Linked DNA regions of Mus musculus: regions 1, 2 and 3 are each linked to region 4. A link is a contact called in public HiChIP or PLAC-seq and promoter capture Hi-C data. All regions are on one chromosome and are shown on one strand. Each heading gives the region's core, a stretch centred on a gene start, on an enhancer-like site or on the middle of the called end of the contact. The rest is flanking DNA. Distances are from core to core; before and after follow the strand shown.

Region 1 (5,148 bases), core at 1,844-4,343, 650 kb after region 4:
TGACGTGACGTGAAAGTCCAAGTAACATTGCCTAGTCACTCTCATAGGGTATGAAGGACTGATGGGAGGGGGAGGCACATGTGAGGGGGCAATGCTCAATACATAGCATACATGTGAAAATACCTAACACATTTTAAAAAGACTAGCATCAGTGTGTAAGACTGCCTCCAGCTAAGCCTGACGGCATGAGTTCAAACCCATCAGGGCCCACAAGGTGGAAGGAGGAGAGAACTGACTCCCGCAAGCTCTCTCTCTCTCTCTCTCTCTCTCTCTCTCTCTCTCACACACACACACACACACACACACACACACACTCCTTTCTTAGTCTCACTTTTGATCCCCCCTCACCCTGAATGCTTTTTACCGATTTTCACCTCCTAAAGTCTGATTGTCCATCAGGCTCTCCATAGCTAGGGTCAGGCACCCATATCCCAAACCTGATTCTATTCTTTGCCAGTGTTGACACTGGTTGAGTTCCTAATCTTCTCTGTGCTCATATCTTTGTAAATTCATAAGGAACCTCCTGACATTTCTGTGGAGTGTTAAAATAAATACTCTAAATATAGAGTTTAGAAGTGTGTCTGACTTAAGGGGGCACCTGAGGACAAGCTCCTGCCACACTGACACAGGCGCCTCAGCTCTCAGTCCCTCAGTGGACTTGGAGGATGGCACTCCATCTCTGACTATGTGTCTGCCCTGATTGGCCTGGTTCCCATTCTGTCAGAAGACTACTGTGCGCTGACCACATTCTCAGAGGCTACAGGGGGAGCTTTCTTCCTTGCTAGGAACTGAGCTCTGACTTCTATCTCACCGTCAGGTGCACTGTGGCAGCTGCTCTGAGCCTTCATCCCACTCACATCCCATTCTCTCCAGTCTGCCTTGACCTCAGGCACCTGTGCATCACCTGCAGGGATTCCCAGTTCCTACAGAGACATGAGACTGGGTGGAGCCATAACCCACACATGACTGCTGACTCCTGGGCCAGAGACACCATGGGTATAGAGGTGTCCATTTGTACTTGCTTGAACACTGTTGTGAGGAGATCTAGTTTCCTATGAGCCGGATGGAACAGCCAAGAAGCACAAGGGATAGTGGAGAGTATAATCCCACAGCATTACCTGGACAAATGGAAACAAAGGGTCAGGAGCTAAAGGCTTTCATTCCCTCCCACAATTGCTCTCCATAGATCCATGACCACTCCATGAGCATGCTCACCTGTCTCTCCCCTCCTTCTCTGCCCTTCTCTCCCCTTGTTCCTATTTACAGAGATTACATTCTTCAGGTAAGGGTTGGCCAGTAAGTGTTTGCCTTTGAGCCCACCGGCTCACTTCTGTGCTCTCCTGGGCCTGAGGACAAAACCTCACTTCTCTTTCTCCACAGAGAACCACTCTGGTCTCCAGCTAGGCGCTGAAGCATCAAGGCTGTAGATTTTTACTCCTATACAGAGTTATGGCCAAATTTTCCTGTGCTCAGAAGGCCTGGCCTTTGAGCCATTCTATCCAGGTGGCCTTTTGCTTTATTGCCTGCCAACTGAGGAAGGTCTGAGCCACAGAGAGTCTGTCAGTAGCACAAAATTGCCTTGACTTCCTAAGACTCCTATTCTTAAAGAGACTTACAAGCCAGTCATGTAACATATATCTCCTCACACTGTACAATTAATTGTACATCAGAACCTGATCATTCTGTGTCACCAGTAAGTCCCAGCTGTCCTGAGTCCCTGCCTCCACTGCTGTGAACACAGTCATTGTTCTAGCCCAGGCTACTCTGCCACCTTCGCTTACTGTCTGTTCCCTCTCCTGGTTTCCGTGCTGCCCTTCCTCCTGCTCCAGTCTCCTAGAGGCACACAAGATAGCTCGGCCAGCCAGGTGTCTCACGTCACCATGGCCAGCATCTGCTGTACTCCTGGAGGGTTTGGAGGTGGCTCAAAACTGATCTTGGCTTTTGAGGACACCACACATCCTCCTGTTCTCTCCATCATAAGCAGGTGGCAGGTGTGCACTGCAGGATATGTGAGTAGCGTCACGCCTGACAACAGGGACTGGAGAAAGAATACTTGTGCTGAAGAAAAGCTTAATTATGACTGAGCCCGACTACATGAGAGAATACAGGAAATGGATATAATATATAATGAATGTAGCCTGCTCGGGAAAGCAATTCCAAAAATTATGTTAACATTCTCATCTTCCCCCAGGGGCTGCCCCTTTTCAAGTTATCTTATTTCCCTCTCTCTGAATTATGAGCCTGGATGGTTACTCTGCTTCTGATTCAAAGTCACAAACTATCTGTGCCTTCCTGCAGAGATGTGAGAGGTGAGCTACTTCTTCAGCTGGGCTGATAGATCCTTCCAGAAGCTTCAGCTGCTGCCCTTGCTCACAGGTCCGACCTCTTGTCACCTGGGTGAGGCTGACTCTTTCTAGTCTCCTTGTCACTGGGAAGCCTCACGTGGGGTGGAGGGGGCCCAGAGGTCAGTTTCAGCCTCTCAAGGTGTTGACGGGGTGAACCAGAGACTTCTCGGTGGTCCTGTCTGCTTGCTGGTGCGATGAGCCACGTGGTCCTCATTGCCTCTGTACCAGCCCATGCTTATGTCACCACTGTGTTCCCTGCGGCTTGCTAAGCAGCAAGGACACACACTGGGGGGGGGGGGGGGGGCTGGGAGTGCTTCAGTATGCAGAGTTTGTGAGGCTCGCCCAGATGGAGTGGCCCTTGCATTTCTTCTGCTAATGGAAAAGAAATGAAGGTCTTGAAGAAAGGGTTTGAAATAGTCATTTTTTAAAATTTTCTCTGCACAGGTGTGAAACAGGGTTGGGCATCCTGGGATAGATGGCTGCCTCCCAAAGCCTTCTTACCACCATCCTTCAAATTCTTTTCATTGCTCTTTATATTATATCATATTACATGTATTTTTTATTTTTTATTTTTATTTATTTTTTGCTTCAAGACAGGGTATCCTGCAGCCCCAGCTGACCTCAAACTGTACGCTACCAGAGATGACCTTGGTTTTCTGATCTTTATTCAGATGGACCACAGAGCTCTGTGCCGTGAGGCTAGCACTCTACCGACAGGAACACACCCTTAACCCTCACCACAGGAAGTGGATATAATGAATACAGACTTCTCGGGGAAGCAATTCAGAAAATTATGTTAACATTCTCATCTTCCCCCAGGGGCTGCCCTTTTAAAAGCTTTGCTGGTAGAGAAAATTATCTGGACAGGGGCCTAGCTTGAAACTGGGCTTTGGAACTTTTTTGTCCAACATAATTGAGAGATTTTTGAGGGTTTCACCCTTAAGCAGCCTACGGATTGAGTGATTTATTTATATATTTTTGCCAAAGATATTTGTGCTAAAAAGAAGCACTGAGAGACCAAAAGGGAAAGATTCTCCCATGCTCTAATGTGTAAAACCCGTGCAAAAACCTTTAAAATTGTTGTGCCTTAAGCTTGCTTGCATCATACTATTCCAGCAAATGCTCTAGCAAGGCAAGGAGCAAGAATCTATGATTACAAATTGTCCCAACAACTGGAGTGGGGGCTCACTCAGTTGCCTGCCTGTGGCTTCTGCTTCCCTACCTGGGCTGCTCTGTCTAGCCTCAGTAGGAAAGGATGCGCCTAGTCTTGCGACTAATCACTTGAGGTGCCAGGGTGTGTTGGTCCCCTGGGAGGGACCTCCCCCTTCTCAGAGGTGAAGGGGGTTTGGGGAAAGATCTGGGGGGAGGGAAACTGAAAGGAGATGTGGGGTTGCAACTGGGATGTAAAGTGAATAAATCAATTAATTAATGGGGGGAAAGCCCACAAATTTGGGTTCCCCACTGTTTGAAGCCATATCTGTCACAGACCACAGCACTCTGTCACCACCTGGTGGTAGCATAGGCTCCTTCCACCGAGTGTGCCCTGTGTGTGTGTGTGTGTGTGTGTGTGTGTGTGTGTGTGTGTGTGTGTGTGTGTACAGGTAGAGTTTGTGACTTTGAATCAGGAGCAGAACGACCATATGGATTCATATCATAACACACATGTTCATGAAGAGAAACTGAATCTTAGAAAACAAATTGTAAATATATAAATTTGTCTCATATGATACTATTGCCCTTACTTAGAATATATGATCCGTCTGGGGCAAAACTATTTTATATAATATTACATCCCATCTCATGGAAAGCTTCAAACTTACAAAGTGAGTCTCAAAAGTAATTGAATATCTTAAAAAGATATGAATGTTATAAGCAGACGTTATAAAGAACATGATTTGTAAAAATATCAATGTATAGAATGTATTATAATAATAATCAAGTAGAACATGTAGGAGATGTTTTAATCAGATGTGACCCATTATGCCCATTATAATGTTGAGTTCCAGTTAGTAGGCATAATGTTTAGTTACCTTGTGGGCTATTTTTGGAAGATTTATTTTTATTTATGTGTATTATATGTGCTTATATGTTTACATGTATACATTCTTGCAGCTGCACAAGGAGCCCAGAGGCAGGCATCAGCTGTCCTGGATCTGGAGTTATAGGTGGTTGTAAACCACCTGATGTAGGTGCTGGGAATTGAACTCAGGTCTTTTTCGAGAGCAGCAAGTGCTCTCAACCACTGAGCCAAAGGTCCAACTCCTCCCATGTTTTTGAGGCACAGATTCCCTATGTAGCCTAGCCTGGTCTCAAACTTACAATGATCTTCCTGTCTCTGCCTCCTGAGTACTGGGGATTCCATGCATGCATCACCAAGCTCTGCTTTCTCACATGTATTTTTTTCCTCATTATTTTCTTATTTCTTATGTATATGAAGCAATTGACAGTCCCAGAGTTGTTTTGAATGTCAGCATGTGTGGCATGTGTAGAAGACTCCAGTCTATTTGAGCAGTTTGATATCTTCCCAACCTACTTCTGGTGTGTGTGTGTGTGTGTGTGTAATTTTACTTTTCCAAGTCTTAACTTCCTGGGTTGGGTCTGTAAAAATCATTGATTCTATGTCACTGGGTTGGGGTGAACATCAGATAAGATACTAAGTATTCATGTGAATACGCTGTGCATCTAAGGCATCACTGATGCCTGGCAAACAGAGTCTGGATTCCAAAGCTGCCCTTTTGGCCTCAGCGACTCAGTGCCCTCCTTTCATAAGGAACCCAAGTCAAAAATCTCTGGGACATTCTCC
Region 2 (4,646 bases), core at 833-3,332, 540 kb after region 4:
TGGCATGTGCTTCTGTGCTATCTCTCAGGGAGGGGATATGTGGGGCTCACTGACCAGCCTGACTAGCCTCCTCAGCAAGTTCCAGGCTAAGGGGAGAGCCTGTCTCAATAAAACCAAAGAGGGCAGCATCTGAGGAATGACTGTGGAGGTTGGCCTCTGGTCTTCCCCACAACACACACACACACACACACACACACACACACACACACACACACATCCCTGTTCCATCATGGTGGAGATGCAGTTGAGGGAAGAGCACTTATCAGAAAGGATGCTTTTGATTGAACAAAGAAGTCAATATGCTTTAGTTTGAGTTGAAGTATTTAAGCTATGTCACAGGACCCAAGATCAGGAGCCAGCAGTCCTGTAGGCAGAGGCGACTCAGGGAGCAGGCTGGCATCAAGACTCACTCTATTCTTCCTGACTCCCCATTTGAGCTTTCTTTGTTTTAATGGTCCACGTGGATAAAGAAAATAAAGTCTTTATTCTGTAGCACATGCCCAGCATGTTTGGGATTTTGACACCTGGAGAGTAATTACCTTAGTCTTAAAGTTCTGGGGGAAGAGACTTGGATCAGCCCCTGCAGGTCATGCTCCAATCAAATCTTGCCATGTTGGGAGGCTGTTCAACCTGGCTTTGGGTAACGGGGATGCCAGATGTAGATTAGAGAGGGAGGTGAAGAGGTTTCATTCTGAAACAGATACTTCAAGTCTACAAGCAGGGAGGGATGGGGCAAACTCTCCTGAAGGGTTTTTTCCTTTTGTGTATAACTCCTGTGTGGGTTTTTGTTTGTTTGCTTTGTTTTTGAGACGGGGTTTCTCTGTGTAGCCCTGGACGTCCTGGAACTCACTCTGTAGGACAGGCTGGTCTTGAACTCAGAGATCCACCTGCCTCTGCCTCCCAAGTATGGGATTAAAGGTGTGTATCACCACAGCCGCTACACCTATTTGTTCTCAGCCAACAATGGAGCCCAGACCAAACCTGAAGTCTGTGTGAAGTCTGTGGCGGTGGTTGTAGGGTTTGACTCCTGGAACAAACAAGCTTGTGACAATTTTGGAAACAATATTGAGTTCTGGGAGATGACACTATCTATAAATAACAATGATATCAACTTGGCTAACAGCCCTGGGAAAGCTGAGAAAAGAGATGGCAGGTTAGCAAACAGCTCTCTCATAGGCTTCGAAGAAATGGCTCCCTAAACTCGCAGTTTAAAAACATCAGACAGATAGCTAATTAGTGGAAATCTAAACACATGTCAACCCCACCCATCCATGATGTAACTGCTTTCTTCTCTTTTTTTCTTCTAGCTTTGCCCAGCTCTTACACAGCTTCTGAGAATAAACAACATTTTGTGTTTCATATTATATAATGCGTAACTTTTCTTTATCTTAAACATCTTTATCAGCACTCTGTGCCTTGGATTAAATTTGCTGTACTCTCCTTAGCACAGACTTAAGATCTGATTTTAAATTTGAGACTATGGTGTGAGTCATAGAAAATGCGTGAGACCAAGCAAAATTAGCTCCAAGCTTTGTTTCTTTCTGCTTATGAGTGTACATGCATGTGAGTGTACTGTTGAGGCCACTATGAAAGTAGTTTGGGGGGTGGGGACTTCTCTATTGCCCCCTTTACCTCTCAAATAAACAATACAGAGATCTTGTTTTTGTTAGCAAGCTTTAAGCACTATAGCTAAGCAGTTACTCATCTATTCTAACCCGCCATGACTGCCTATGTCCAAGTCACATGACCCATTACTTGTCACCTTAGTCTTGTCCTGGCTGCTCCTGCTCAATTGGTGTCCTCATGGTGACTCTGCTGGTGACCTGCTCATGGTGAATGCACATGATGAGTATCCTACTCCCACTCCCCTGCCCCACACACAGAAGTCCCGCCTTATCCTCTCCTGCCCCACTATGGGCTGGTCATCTCTTTATTGACCAATCAGAGGTGATGGAAAACGATTTTTTTACTCAAGATTGAGACAGGAGATGCTTGACAATGCCAGCATCCTGACTGCAACCAGATCTCCAGGCACAGTAAGCAGGATCTGAATACACAGAGCCCAAACCATTTCCCAACAGGCCAGAAGATGGCATTGGACTCTAAAGCTGCAGTTATACTTGTTTACAGTTGTGAGTTTTGCTCCATGTGGGTGGTGAGAAGTGAATTTGGGGTCCTCTGGAAGAGGAGGAAGGACTCTAAACCACCGAGTCATCTCTCTATCCCCTCAGAGGAACTTAGAATAGAAAATGTCACCTCCAAGTCACAAAGTTAGACATCTAAGATGCAAAGCTACCTACCGTTGGTTTCGTTTGTTCAGACAGGTTAGTAATTACCCGCCTGTTGTCAGATAGTGATCGAGTTTCACGGAACATAACTCTCAGATGCATCACAAGACTGCACGAACGTTTGTTTGTCACGTTTGTTTGTCAGATAGGACCCTTTTTTTTTTTTTTTTGTTAACAGAGGGATTTTTTTTCCCCTTTCGGCTCACTGTCATGAAAATAAAGGTAGTAAAGCTGAAATGAATTATGGCGATTTTAAATCTGACCGATTTCGTGATTGGTAGGCAAGCCAGCATGGAGGCATTTACATTTCCTGGGCTTGGCTGGCTCTCTCGGTGCCCTTTGCGAGCTGCACAGAGATCTGAGCTGTAAGTCTGGTTATAAGCTTATGCAAGCCCTTAGTCACCCTCTGGATGAGAAGCAACCCAGGCTCAAGGCTGTACATTCTATGCTCCACTGTGGATTTCTCTGGAGTAATTCAGCTAGCCTATGATTTTTTTTTTTTTGAGGGAGAAGTGATTGAGCAGATTTATTTCAAAGCACATTTACATTTGAAAACAGGGGTTGATCAGCTAAAAAGAGCTATTCTTGAAAGGCGCACACGCAGAGCAAATTTAGAACAAGCAGACTATTTAGACATGATAGCCATGAATGGCCTGGACCTTAATGCACTGGGGGTATATCACACGGGTACAGATTGACTCTTGACCATGTGGCATTTCAGCCTGGAAAGCATGAAAGGAGTTCTGTCGTTCCCGTGTCTCCTCCACAGAGCACTCTGAAGCACTCCAGGCTGGCATCCACAGGATTTTAAATATACTTGACCTGAAGCAAACCCATGGAGAAGCCTGAACTTTCAGTGTGGTAGGAGGATGGGATCTGGATTCAGGTTGTGGGCTGGTCTCCTGCTTCTACCAGTTGCCGATACTTGAACTTGGTTGGGTTTCATCTTCCTTGTCTGGAAAACAATAGGAAGTTATTGTTATTATTCTTGAACTGAGTTGTCAGGTGCATTGGTCATATTCAGTTATGTAATGTGGTAACTCTCAGACTTCAGCCTCCATGCAGGTCACCTGGGATTAAGTTCCCATACAGCCTCTAACGTAATAGGTTTAGGTGTTGTCTTATGTTGTGTATTCATGTGTGTGTGTGTGTGTGTGTGTGTGTGTGTGTGTGTGTGTGTGTGCGTGCTCACGTGTGTACTTGCCTTGTGTCTGTCAAGCTAGCTGGCCCTCAAGCTTTTGGAGCATCTTTTAGCTCTGACTTCCACCTCACCACTGGGATTCTATACATCAGCTATTGAGCCCAGTTTTGTGTGGGTTGGGAGTCTAAGTTCTTCATGCTTTCCCAATCAGCTCTTTATTCACTGGGTTGATGAAAACCATGAGAGCCCCCTTTTCTTCTCTGGCTTCAATCTGCCCAGTCCTTTTGAGTAAAAGCCCTTGCCCACTGATGAGACAAGGAAATAACTTTGGTGGATTCTCTGGTTTGGATAAGTGTTCCCCGCAAAGGGCCATGTATGGAAGCTCATGGCAGGATTTGGAGGGAATATTTGGTTTGGCTCTTGACTACAGAGATTAAGGTCCATGGTCAACTAAATCTGTAGTTTCTGGATTTGTGATAAAGCAGAACATCATTATAGATATAGTAGTGATGGAGAGACAGGCAGATAGACAGACAGAGCAAGTGACAGAAAGATAAAGAGAGAGACAGAGAGATACAAAGAGAGAGACAGAGATAAAGAGAGAGACAGAGAGATACAGACAGACAGAGAGAAACAGAGAAAGAATATTCAGGATACTCCAGTGATCCATTTCCTCCAAGCAGACCCTCCCCTGTGAAGTTTTCATTGATTCTCAATAATGTCACAAATGTACAATCCTGTTATTGGATTAACCCATTGATCAGAGCAGAGCCATCACGGTCCAGTTGTGTCTCAATGATCCACTCCACCAGCTTAGAACTAAGCCTTCCATTCATGGCCCTTTTGGAGGTGCCTTTCACATCCAAACTGCACCCATCATTCCACGCAGTGGGGATGCTCTGGGTATTGATCAGAATCTTGGCTTCCGTCCACTTTATGCCTCCCAGTACCCACCACAGAACAGTTGTGACAATCTGACCACTCCAGGTGCTGTCAATGTCATCTGGGGGACAAAGTTGTCCTGGTGGAGATACCCTGCTCTAGGTATGTGGAAGGTTCCAGCTTCTTAGGCATGGCTGCTCCCAGGGATCACTTTCTAGTTGGGAGTCACGACCCAGTTGTAAACAATTTGATTCTAAACTGGGAGGCATACATGTTCAGCAGTCTAATTTTTCTGTTTCATTTTGCTTTTTGTTTGGCTGGGAATTGAGCCATAG
Region 3 (5,015 bases), core at 2,515-5,014, 670 kb after region 4:
ATTTACCTTTCGCCATCTGGTAATCTCTGGAGTTAGTAGTTATAGTTGACTCTGTTTAGAGATTGTTCTTCTGGTGATTCTGTTACCGTCTATCAGCAGACCTGGGAGACAGATTCTCTCCTCTGAGTTTCAGTGCTCAGAGCACTCTCTGCTGGCAAGCTCTCTTACAGGGAAGGTGCGCAGATATCTTGTTTTTGGACCTCCTCCTGGTCGAAGAAGAGGGCCCAAAACAGGGCCTTTCTCAGAAGCTGTGTTGCTTTGGCAGTTCCCAGAAGCTGTCAGCTTCTGTGGTGCAGACTCTCACCTGTGCAGACTAAATTCCTAAGTTCCAGGGAGTCCCGGAACCAAGATGGCGACCGCTGCTCCTGAGGCTGAGGCCACCTCCCGAGCCAGGTGGACACCTGTCCTCTGGTCCGGATGGTGGCTGGCTGTCTGCGGCCTGCCAAGGGTGCTGCCTCAGCGGCTCTGTGCTTCTGCCTGTCCCAGAAGCTGTCCGGTTCTCTGGCGCACCCTCTCACCTGTTCAGACTAATTTCCTAAGTTCTGCTGAGTCCCAGAACCCAGATGGCGACCGCTGCTGCTGAGGCTGAGGCCGCCTCCCAAGCCAGGCGGACACCTGTCCTCTGGTCCGGATGGTGGCCGGCTGTCTGCGGCCTGCCAAGGGTGCTGCCTCAGCGGCTCTGTGCTTCTGCCTGTCCCAGAAGCTGTCCGGTTCTCTGGCGCACCCTCTAACCTGTTCAGACTAATTTCCTAAGTTCTGCTGCGTCCCGGAACCAAGATCTCAATTTTCTTTTAATGTTTTTTACCTCTCTTAGTCTGACATACTGACAGTTTCTTTTCCCCCCACTGACTGGAACAAAATGGTTTTTATTCATCATATGTATTGGGATGCTTGGTGTAAAAATTCTAGGTCCTGACTGCAAACTTGGCTGTTGCTTACAATAATTCTCTTCTCAATGGCTATTTAATGAACACAGCTATTAAATAAAAATGAATGTTAGATATAAACGCGTGAGATCTTATCTTTCCTCCTCTGTAAAGAAAAAGTATGTCAGTGGAATGTATAATTCATAGTTTAGCCAGAAGATCACAGTAACCCAAATGACAGCAGGCATGGAATGAGCAGAGACTCTGTAGTCATGGAGGAAAGCTGGAAGGTTTACTACAGATTGACAATAGCTCCCCAAGACTCTCTGTGTGTCCTGAGTCAAACCATCAGAAAAAAACAGCTTGGGGCTTTTATGTTATTAGAATATTTATTTATTTACTTAGGCACAAGTGTGCATGTGTGTGTACATGTGTGTATGTGTGCATGTGTGTGTGCGCGCGTGTGTGTGTGTATGTGTGTGTGTGTATGTGTGCACTCATCTTTGTGTGTGCACACTTGAGTGTGCAGGCCAGAGGTCAGCTATGCATATCACTCCTCAGGAGCTATCTATTTTGCTTATGGAAATAGGGTCTTTTATTGGTTTGTAATCCCCTCACTAGGCTAGGCTGGTTTAGGGATCTGCCAGTCTCTGCCTCCCCAGCACTAAGGTTAAAAGTGCATACTGTCACACCCTGGTTTGGCTGCGACAGAGTGGGTTCTAGGGATTAAACTCCGGTCCAAATGCTTAGAAGGCTTGGGAACTGTGAGCGGTTACTACATATTCTCTGGTAGCCTCGGGGAACCCCCTTTCCCTTCTTAGCCACAGTTTTGCTATCCATAGCTAAGCAAGAGAGGTCTGCGGGGGAAGCCTGAGAAAGCCCCTCCTTACTATGAAGATAAGCATCTTCCTTTCCTTTTGCTCCCTCTGCTGGCCATTGGTAGAAATAACACTTTTGCCACCAACCTGCTCAACCTGTTGTCCCAGGGCTTATCATTTGGTGTTAGATAACCAATTGGGGGGATGATGTCTCAATCCTGGAGCAGGCTAGTTCCCCCACTCTCAGCAGTCCTTAGTTGTCTGTAGTTGTTTGTCAAGGGTTGAGGTATCTTGAGTTTTCCCCTTCTGTGTCAGCATGTCTGGTCTACAGAGTGAGTTCCAGGACAGCCAGGGCTATACAGAGAAACCCTGTCTCGAAAGAAAGAAAAAAAAAAAAAAAAAAAAAAAGAAAGCTAGCTGCCAAGTAATAGGGTAGGCCATGCTGTGGGGAAGAAAAGACCTCAAGATATCTCAAGATAAGAGATTCATACAGAGAGCCACAAAGGCATCAAATATGTGAGTGGGGAAGCCATTTTGGATGCTCAGGTCCAGCGGCCCCCAGAATTCCTCTGACTCCCCTGCCATCTCCAACAGTAAGAGAATCTAAGAGCAAGACAGACTGGAGAGCCACCAAATCAGCTCATGGGAGTACAAGTGAGAACAATGCATGGGAGATTTAAAGGCTACTACATTTGGAGAATTTGATGTAGAGCAATAAAAAAACCAAACAACCCTCTCAAAAAACATCCCAGAGATAAATGAGTGTGTGTAATGCTGAAGATGTAATTCACCCAGTCTGGGATTTAGCTTACACATGGTAGTCAGCTCAGTTGTGTAGCCAGCTGCTATTCCCTGCTGTCTACCACAGGACAATGATTAGACTATTTCTCCAATCTCTTCTTAAATAGTACCGTGGACTTATGAGAGATTTTATATTTTTCCCTTATTGTCCTTAGTGACACACTGCCTCATATCTAACAGAATAATTTGTCATCTAATAATCATCATTTGTGTCATCTTTAATTTGATATATTTTATGTCATGAATATTTTATCAAAGTCATTGATAAAATTGATGAGTAGGACTTAACCCATTTAGTATTTTTTAAAAACAAAAGTATTTTAAAATATTTGTTTGCATGTGTTGTAGTTTGGGGCATGGGGTGGGGTTGTACACTTCCTGAAGGTGCTAGAAAAAGCCAGAAGAGGGCATCTGCTCTGGATCTGGAGATACAGGCAGCTGTAATGCACCTGACATGGGCACGGGAGACCAAAGACCACTCTTAATTGCTGAACCATCCTTCCAGCTCCATACAGTTAATCTTTTAGTAAGGTGCTTTAAATATTTTTCTGAGTAGTTTTTGATACTTGAATGGAGCAACACTTAGTGAATGGTCATTGCAGCTGAAAAAAGAAAAACCATCCAAATTTGCCACCCATATAATAATTACTCTTTTATCATCTGCAGTTTTACAAATAAGTCATACACATTTTATTCAAAGCACTGATTAAAATTTTCAAATGGGACCTGGCAAATTCAGAGTCCTTTGGGAGGACACTCAGGCCAATGGAGTAGAGGTTTTGTTCTATCCTCTGAGTGACACTTAAGAAAGGTTCTAGCTACAAACTTGGCTGATCAGTAGCTCTTCATGCTGGTCTTCTATTCCCTTTGGCTCATGATGACATTGTGGAGAATTTAGAGTTGAGATATATTGGTTCTTTCTGTGTATTTTCAGAAAAGAACACTCTAATGAAATGATTTAAATTTAGTCTGACATGGCTGGCTGCTATGTTATCAACTTGTGTAGTTTCCTAATGAACACTAATTTGTTCCCTACATGATCATGAATAATTCATCCTGGGATCTGGAGAACTCAGGTTTGGTGATCCAACACACCTGGGTTGAAATCCTGGCTCTCATCATTGTGAACAAGGCCAGCTAGTCAGCTTCTCTGGGCCTCAGTTTCTCTTTTGCACAGTGAGAATGATCGAATTTCCCTCCCGGGTTTGATGTGATGTTCAAAACAGGAAGTTGTCACAGAAGCTAACAGCTTCTGGAACAGGCAGAAGCCACAGAGCTACTGAGGCAGAACCCATTTTGGGCTCTTGACATCCGGGCACCTTCCCTGCCAGAGGAGGGGCGCCTGCCCCACCTAGGAGGGCTTTGCCGTAGCACCTGGGGGAGCCACCTTGGTTCCCGGATCCTGCTGAGACTAGTCTGCACAGGTGAGAGTGTGGACCACAGAAGCTAACAGCTTCTGGACACAGGCCCTGTTTTGGGCCTTCATCTTCTGCCAGGAAGCAGGTCCGAACTCCAGATATCTGTGCACCTTCCCTGCAAGAGGAGAGCTAGCCTGCAGAGAGTGCTCTAACCACTGAAACTCAGGAGAGAGCTAGTCTCCCATGTCGGCTGATAGAGCCTAACAGAATCATGAGAGGAACAAGCTCTAACCAGAGACAACTATAACAACTAACTCCAGAGATTACCAGATGGTGAAAGGCAAACGTAAGAATCTTACTAACAGAAACCAAGACCACTCACCATCATCAGAACTGAGCACTCCCACCTCTGCGAGTCCTGGGCACCTCGACACACCCGAAAAGCTAGACCCAGATTTAAAAGCATATCTCATGATGATGGTAGAGGACATCAAGAAGGACTTTAATAACTCGCTTAAAGAAATACAGGAGAACACTGCTAAAGAGTTACAAGTCCTTAAAGAAAAACAGAAAAACACATCTAAACAGGTGATGGAAATGAACAAAACCATACAAGACCTAAAAAGGGAAGTAGACACAATAAAGAAAACCCAAAGTGAGGCAACGCTGGAGATAGAAACACTAGGAAAGAAATCTGGAACCATAGATGCGAGCATCAGCAACAGAATATAAGGGATGGAAGAGAGAATCTCAGGTGCAGAAGATTTCAGAGAGAACATCTGCACAACAATCAAAGAAAATGCAAAATGCAAAAAAATCTTAAAACATCCAGTAAATCCAGGACACAATGAGAAGACCAAACCTACAGATAATAGGAGTAGATGAGAATGAAGATTTTCAACTTAAAGGGCCAGCAAATATCTTCAACAAAATTATAGAAGAAAACTTCCCAAACCTAAAGAAAGAGATGCCCATGAACATACAAGAAGCCTACAGAACTCCAAATAGACTGGACCAGAAAAGAAATTGCTCCCAACATATAATAATGAGAACAAAAAAATGCACTAAATAAAGATAGAATATTAAAAGCAGTAATGGAAAAAGGTCAAGTAACATATAAAGGCAAGCCAATAAGAATTACACCAGATTTTTCACCAGAGACTATGAAAGCC
Region 4 (5,119 bases), core at 881-3,380:
CTCCATTCCAGGGGATCTGACATACTCTTCTGGCCCATGAACGGACTGCACACATGATGTACTCTATTTATGCACTTCAAACAAAAGCTTAATTTGTTTGGTTTTTCAAGACAGGGTTTCTCTATAGCCCTGGCTGTCCTGGAACTCATTCTGGAGACAAGGCTATCCTGGAAGTCGCTCTGGAGACCAGGCTGGCCTCAAACTTGCAGAGTTAGGTTTTGGTTTTTGTCTTTAAATTTAATTATTTTTTATGGGAAAAGGTACATTTAAAGAAATCTAAAAATGCTATTTGAAATATCACTCTCCATTAGGCAAACACCCACTGCCTTACCAATAAAACAAAGATCTTTTTACTGATCTTATAAATTGTTTTGCATATTCAAGCAGTTTTCAAGCGACACCAAAGCCTCCCACCTAAATGATTACTTCTTATAAGTAACCTGCGTCTGCTGTTAAGAGATCCCTGTCGGTTCTCTTAGAAACTTCCATTCACACAGTATAGCTGCAATGATAAAGAGCTTTGATACCAATAGTTAATGATAGCCCAGCTGTTTAAAACTCCATGTTTCAGACTTCACACCAGCTTGGGTTATAACGCCAACCAAAGAATAAGAAATAGCACTTCCAAGGAAAGCCCTTCAGAAACAGCTTCCTATAGCATAGACTCAAATTAAGGACATTCCCAATGACAACAGGATGGGGAAGTCATTTTACCTCTCAAGTATTGGGAGAGTCAGACTTGAATGAAAACGAAAAAAAAAAAAAATAGTGTTACTTGAAATTAATTGCCTTCATCTTGAATACAGTTAAGAAACAAGGCTTGCTATTCATACCCCAAAGTTTACAGTGTGGTACAATAACAAGTATTCCATGAGAAAAAAATATTTAACTTTCTGAGTGTTGGGGGAGGGGGGGAACTAATCCTACAAAACAAACAAAAAAACCTCTCCAAAGGTTGGGGTTTTTTTGTTTTTTTTTAAGATGACCTGTGTAGGATAGACCAGATAAACTGTACCCCATCCCTACACAAGACTTTAACTGTTAAATAATTTGAAAGAACAAATTAGACAAAAATTAACTTGTTAGTGGCAGTTAGAGCTACAAGACATGAACCCTGACTGTATGTTCCTCATTGTTTAGGATTCTGATCCCCAAATCTAAGCTGTTCGGTCTTTACTGCTAGCTTCCCACGGCTAAATTCAAAATGAGTTTGAAAGTTCAATTTCTTATGAGTTAAAGCCTGGTAATGAGGGGTACCCCTGAATTCACTGGGAAGAGGAATTGGAGGCTTTTAACTAGCCAGGACAATGGCAGCAGCTGTGTCGGGGGCCCTCTTGTTTTCAACTAAAGTAGACCGACCCTAGTACAATTAAAGCCTAAAAGTCAGTAATACTTTCATTCTCAAAAAGGTAATTAAAGGAATTTGGCCTTTTGCCCAACTGTCTGCCATCCTAGGATCCAAGTTTTGTACGTTTCCTCTTACACTTGGGTGTTTTTGTTTTTTGTTTTTTGCTTTTTTCGAGACAGGGTTTCTTTGAATAGCCCTGGCTGTCCTGGAACTCACTCTGTAGACCAGGCTGGCCTCGAACTCAGAAATCCGCCTGCCTCTGCCTCCCAAGTGCTGGGATTAAAGGCGTGCACCACCACCGCCCAGCACTTAGGTGGGTATTTGTTTTCATTTTGTTATTTCTGTTTTTTTTTTTTTTTAAGAGGACAAAACCACACTTTAATGACCTTGGCCAGGAAGGCAGTATGAAGACGCGAATGGGAAGCTCACACGAAGCAAACTGAAAAATGTGAAAAGTAGAGAAATGGCACTGGGCGGCTTCCCGGTTCCTCCCGGTCCTCATCCCCAGCGCAGCACAGCCCTGAGTGGTAACAGGAATGAAGACCCCAGGCCGGGCCTCTGGACCGCTTTAGCTCTGCCAGGGCCTCTCCGGCAGCCTCCCGGGCTACCCGGCAGGACAGGGCACCGTAGCCCCGGCGCACTCACCGTCGGGCGTCGGAGCAGCGCCATGAGGGCCGCCCTGGCAAGTGCGGACGAGGCACAGCCACTCCGGTCTGCGACACCGTTGGGAGGGTCAGGGCCCCGCCGCTCCGCGTCCACCGCCCGGTCCGCGATTCAAATACCGCGCCGCTGACGCACTATTGGGTAGACGCACGCAGGGCGCGCGCAACCCATTGGCTAGACTGGAAGGCCTTTCTGCACGTTGATTGGCTGGCTTGTATTTGCTTGTCATAGCAACCAGCGAGGCCACCAGGCTTTGTTGTTTCCTTGTCTACAGTCTTATTTTCAAATTCTAGTCCCTGATATTAAATAAAATAATTTTTCCTCCTACTGGAAAAGATTGTCTTAATTTTAGGGGTAGGAGTGGGGAGCCATCACCTAAGGACATATGTCTTTAAAAGTTTGTTCTGGGTTAGGTAGAAGTGGGTTCCAGAGAACTTCCTGGAAATGCTACTTCTGACCTTACTTCCTCTTCCGGAAACGTCTACCTGGGAATTTGGATTGGAATGGTCTGGCAAATGAAGCCATCGTCTCCAGGTCGTTCAGGGCTACAAGATGATTGTGACTCGGATGTGTACTGTATGTGGTCTTCCTAAAACAGATCCCCAGCAGAGTCATAATTCAAACTAGACGTGATTTGTGTGACTTCCAGCACAATACAGTAGAACTCAGAAACTATTTGTCAAATGACGGTGTGATGTGCACAAGATTTCAAAAGAAAAATAATGAGTATCCCAAGTTGTGAACAGTGAGAGACAAGACAGAAAACAAAAACAAAAACAAAAAACAAAACCAGAATATTACCCTGGGGAAAAGACTAGGTAACAACACAGAAAATGGTGCAGTGCCAGCAGAACGACTTGAGATCAGGCTACCCCATCAGTCTTGTTCAAGTCCCTTCTATTGGGAAATAATAAATGCTCCCTCCCCCTTCGCCCAAATCTGACATTTCCAATCTGAGTCTAAAGGAAGAACCAGTGTTGTCCAACACTCCCACCTGAAAAGACAAGGTGGCAGTACTACCCCTCGACCTAAATTACACATGGATATTGGAAACCAAAGGAGCAGAAATAACTATTTATATCCCATTAAGTTCTCTCAAGTACCTGCTAAAGGAAATGAAAGTTCTGTGGCTGCTGACTCTTGGTCCATCATCCTTACAATCACAGAGGTTACGCATAGCTTTCTCTTTCTTGGGAAGCTTTGGTTTGGATTGGGGAAGAAAATGTGCTCTGCAGTTTGTACTATTAGCACATGCTTGTAATAATTCCAGTTACTTGGGAGGCTAAGGCAGGAGGATTTTTTTTTTTCCTGAGACAGGGTTTCTTTGTATAGCCCTGGCAGTCCTGGAACTCACTCTGTAGACCAGGCTGGCCTTGAACTCAGAAATGGCAGGAGGACCTCTTAAACTCATGATTTCAGCACCAATTTGGCAACTCAGACCTATTCTCTAACTGAACTTTAACTTTAACAAAGCCATTGGCTGTACTTCAGGTTACTGTGGTGAATGGACTTCACAACATGGTCGCATGTGTTCTAGGCCGGTTTACAGCTTTCTATGTAGTTGAGGATGACCTTGAATTTTTTTTTAATACTTTAAAAAAAGATTTATTTATTTTATGTAATATGAGTACTGTCATCAGACACACCAGACAGACATTAGATTCCATTACAAATGATTGTAAGCCACCAGGTGGTTGCTGGGAATTGAACTGAGGACCTCTGGAAAAGGAATCAGTGCTCTTAACCCCTGAGCCATCTCTCCAGCCCGACCTTGAATTTCTAATCCTCCTGCCTCTACCTCCTGAGTGGGATTACAAGCTGCACTACAACTAGTATATTGCACTGTCAGAACCCAGGGCTTCCTGAGGCCAAGGGAGTCTACCATGAGCTGCATGGCTAGCCCCTGTGCTGAATCTAAAATGGCCAAATTGTATTGGTTTGGGATTCTTCTTCCATGCCCACTCATTTTAGCTACCCTTGATAGTCTCTAAGGTGGCCTAGCAGTCCCTGGATCACTGACCCACTGTGTAAAGTCTAGCTATCCCTTGCTAAATAGATGACAGTGAAAAGACCCAGTGAACCATCAGCTGTTCTCACCATGCAATTGAAAGTGTCAGACGTCTAAATCAAGCATGCTAGACAGACTATTCCAGTAGCACTCCCAAGCTGAATGTAGCCACAGGAAGACCACAGTGAAAGATGAGCTAGATTCCATTAGCATTACCCAAATTGAGCATCTGTGAGCAAATAAAAGTACTTGAAACCAAGTTTTGTGGTGGTTGTCACAAAACACTGACACATTGAGGGCACTTCTGTGACCTACAGTAAGTCTTTCATTGCTGGTTAGTATGTTTTTGTCTTCTCATGGGGCCACAAAATACTATAGTGGTTGGGATATGTGATCCCTTTAACAATCTGAATTCTCAATGGTGTCTTGGTACATGCTTTCAATGGAAAAGTGGAGTGCATTTACCATCTCCAGATGTTTTGCCATTTGATAGAGTCTTGAAGGGTATGTTTATACAATATGGAAGCATGAATCAGATGCAACAGGGAATCTTGAAGAGTTCTGACTCCAGTCAGAGAGAATGTTTACCTACAAAGACAGTATGTCCAAAGCAACGTCTTGGCAAGAAACCTACTTTTAAAACACTAGGCAGACAAACTGGCATGTCCCTGGCAAACAGGGAGCAATGGAGAAGGGTGCACAATGGTGACTTACAGCCTCTATATGCACATACATCACCACCCACACAAAATGTAACTTTAGAATACAGGGCATAAATTCTCACCATCTAGCAGCGACTGACATACATACTGACTTGTCTATACATACTGCTGCTGTGATTATAAAGTGAGAAGCAAAACACACACGGAGTAGAATCTGACTACAGGACAGAAGGAAGCTAAAGCTCTTGAAAATGCCCATTTAGTGACTAGTTGCTTGAACAAAGTTGCAGCAGAAATGCTAGCAGCACCTCATGATACTGCAGTTGCTTTGAAAGGCCAAACTTTTAGGAATTAAAGCAATAATTTATATTCTCTTTTTAAGATTTATTTTTAGTACTGTGTGTCTTTGTGGGTGGTGTAGTAGGAAACTCCAGCACT

What was found. Promoter capture Hi-C pulls out the DNA fragments that hold promoters and counts their contacts. HiChIP or PLAC-seq counts read pairs in DNA pulled down with a chosen protein or histone mark.
Region 1: a RAD21 HiChIP or PLAC-seq map of pro-B cells shows a contact between it and region 4, with 16 times the contacts expected there. The contact joins the enhancer-like site here to the promoter of Ccnb2 in region 4. A contact is called at or near these places in 15 of 39 promoter capture datasets (the 3T3-L1 cell line, 3T3-L1-derived adipocytes, the C10 cell line and 10 more), 1 of 15 datasets of contacts at CTCF or cohesin (pro-B cells), 3 of 484 Hi-C or Micro-C datasets (the G1E-ER4 cell line, the HPC-7 cell line and LSK cells), 4 of 115 datasets of contacts at active chromatin or transcription factors (embryonic basal ganglia, epiblast stem cells, large pre-B cells and 1 more) and 2 of 9 other capture datasets (adipose tissue and liver).
Region 2: a promoter capture Hi-C map of hippocampal neurons shows a contact between it and region 4, with 2.4 times the contacts expected there. The contact joins the enhancer-like site here to the promoter of Ccnb2 in region 4. A contact is called at or near these places in 10 of 39 promoter capture datasets (the C10 cell line, the HPC-7 cell line, HPC-7-derived erythroid cells and 6 more), 1 of 484 Hi-C or Micro-C datasets (cerebellum) and 2 of 9 other capture datasets (liver and pancreatic islet).
Region 3: a contact with region 4 is called in an H3K27ac HiChIP or PLAC-seq map of large pre-B cells, with 6 times the contacts expected there. The contact joins the enhancer-like site here to the promoter of Ccnb2 in region 4. A contact is called at or near these places in 8 of 39 promoter capture datasets (the C10 cell line, cranial neural crest, frontonasal cranial neural crest and 4 more), 1 of 484 Hi-C or Micro-C datasets (cortical neurons), 1 of 115 datasets of contacts at active chromatin or transcription factors (large pre-B cells) and 2 of 9 other capture datasets (liver and pancreatic islet).

What each region holds. Positions count from the first base shown.
Region 1 is chr9:71,070,243-71,075,390 of GRCm38.p6, forward strand. All of the region lies in intron 1 of Gm46120 (predicted gene, 46120), which reads left to right. Among named protein-coding and RNA genes, the nearest start is that of Gm46120, 3.7 kb to the left of the region's middle. Within about 2 kb of position 3,094, at least 13 of the 459 cell types and tissues checked have an H3K27ac peak or open chromatin away from gene starts, as enhancers often do. A contact at or near this core is called in pro-B cells, where this site is marked.
Region 2 is chr9:70,964,114-70,968,759 of GRCm38.p6, forward strand. Gm32074 (a long non-coding RNA gene) reads right to left here. Exons shown (of 3, transcript XR_379595.1): 3 at 2,825-3,243. Among named protein-coding and RNA genes, the nearest start is that of Gm46118, 8.0 kb to the left of the region's middle. Within about 2 kb of position 2,083, at least 18 of the 459 cell types and tissues checked have an H3K27ac peak or open chromatin away from gene starts, as enhancers often do. A contact at or near this core is called in hippocampal neurons, where this site is marked.
Region 3 is chr9:71,090,492-71,095,506 of GRCm38.p6, forward strand. No RefSeq gene overlaps it. Among named protein-coding and RNA genes, the nearest start is that of Gm46120, 24 kb to the left of the region's middle. Within about 2 kb of position 3,765, at least 6 of the 459 cell types and tissues checked have an H3K27ac peak or open chromatin away from gene starts, as enhancers often do.
Region 4 is chr9:70,419,424-70,424,542 of GRCm38.p6, forward strand. It overlaps Ccnb2 (cyclin B2), which reads right to left and starts at 2,131. Exons shown (of 9, transcript NM_007630.2): 1 at 1,994-2,131. The coding sequence starts at 2,017.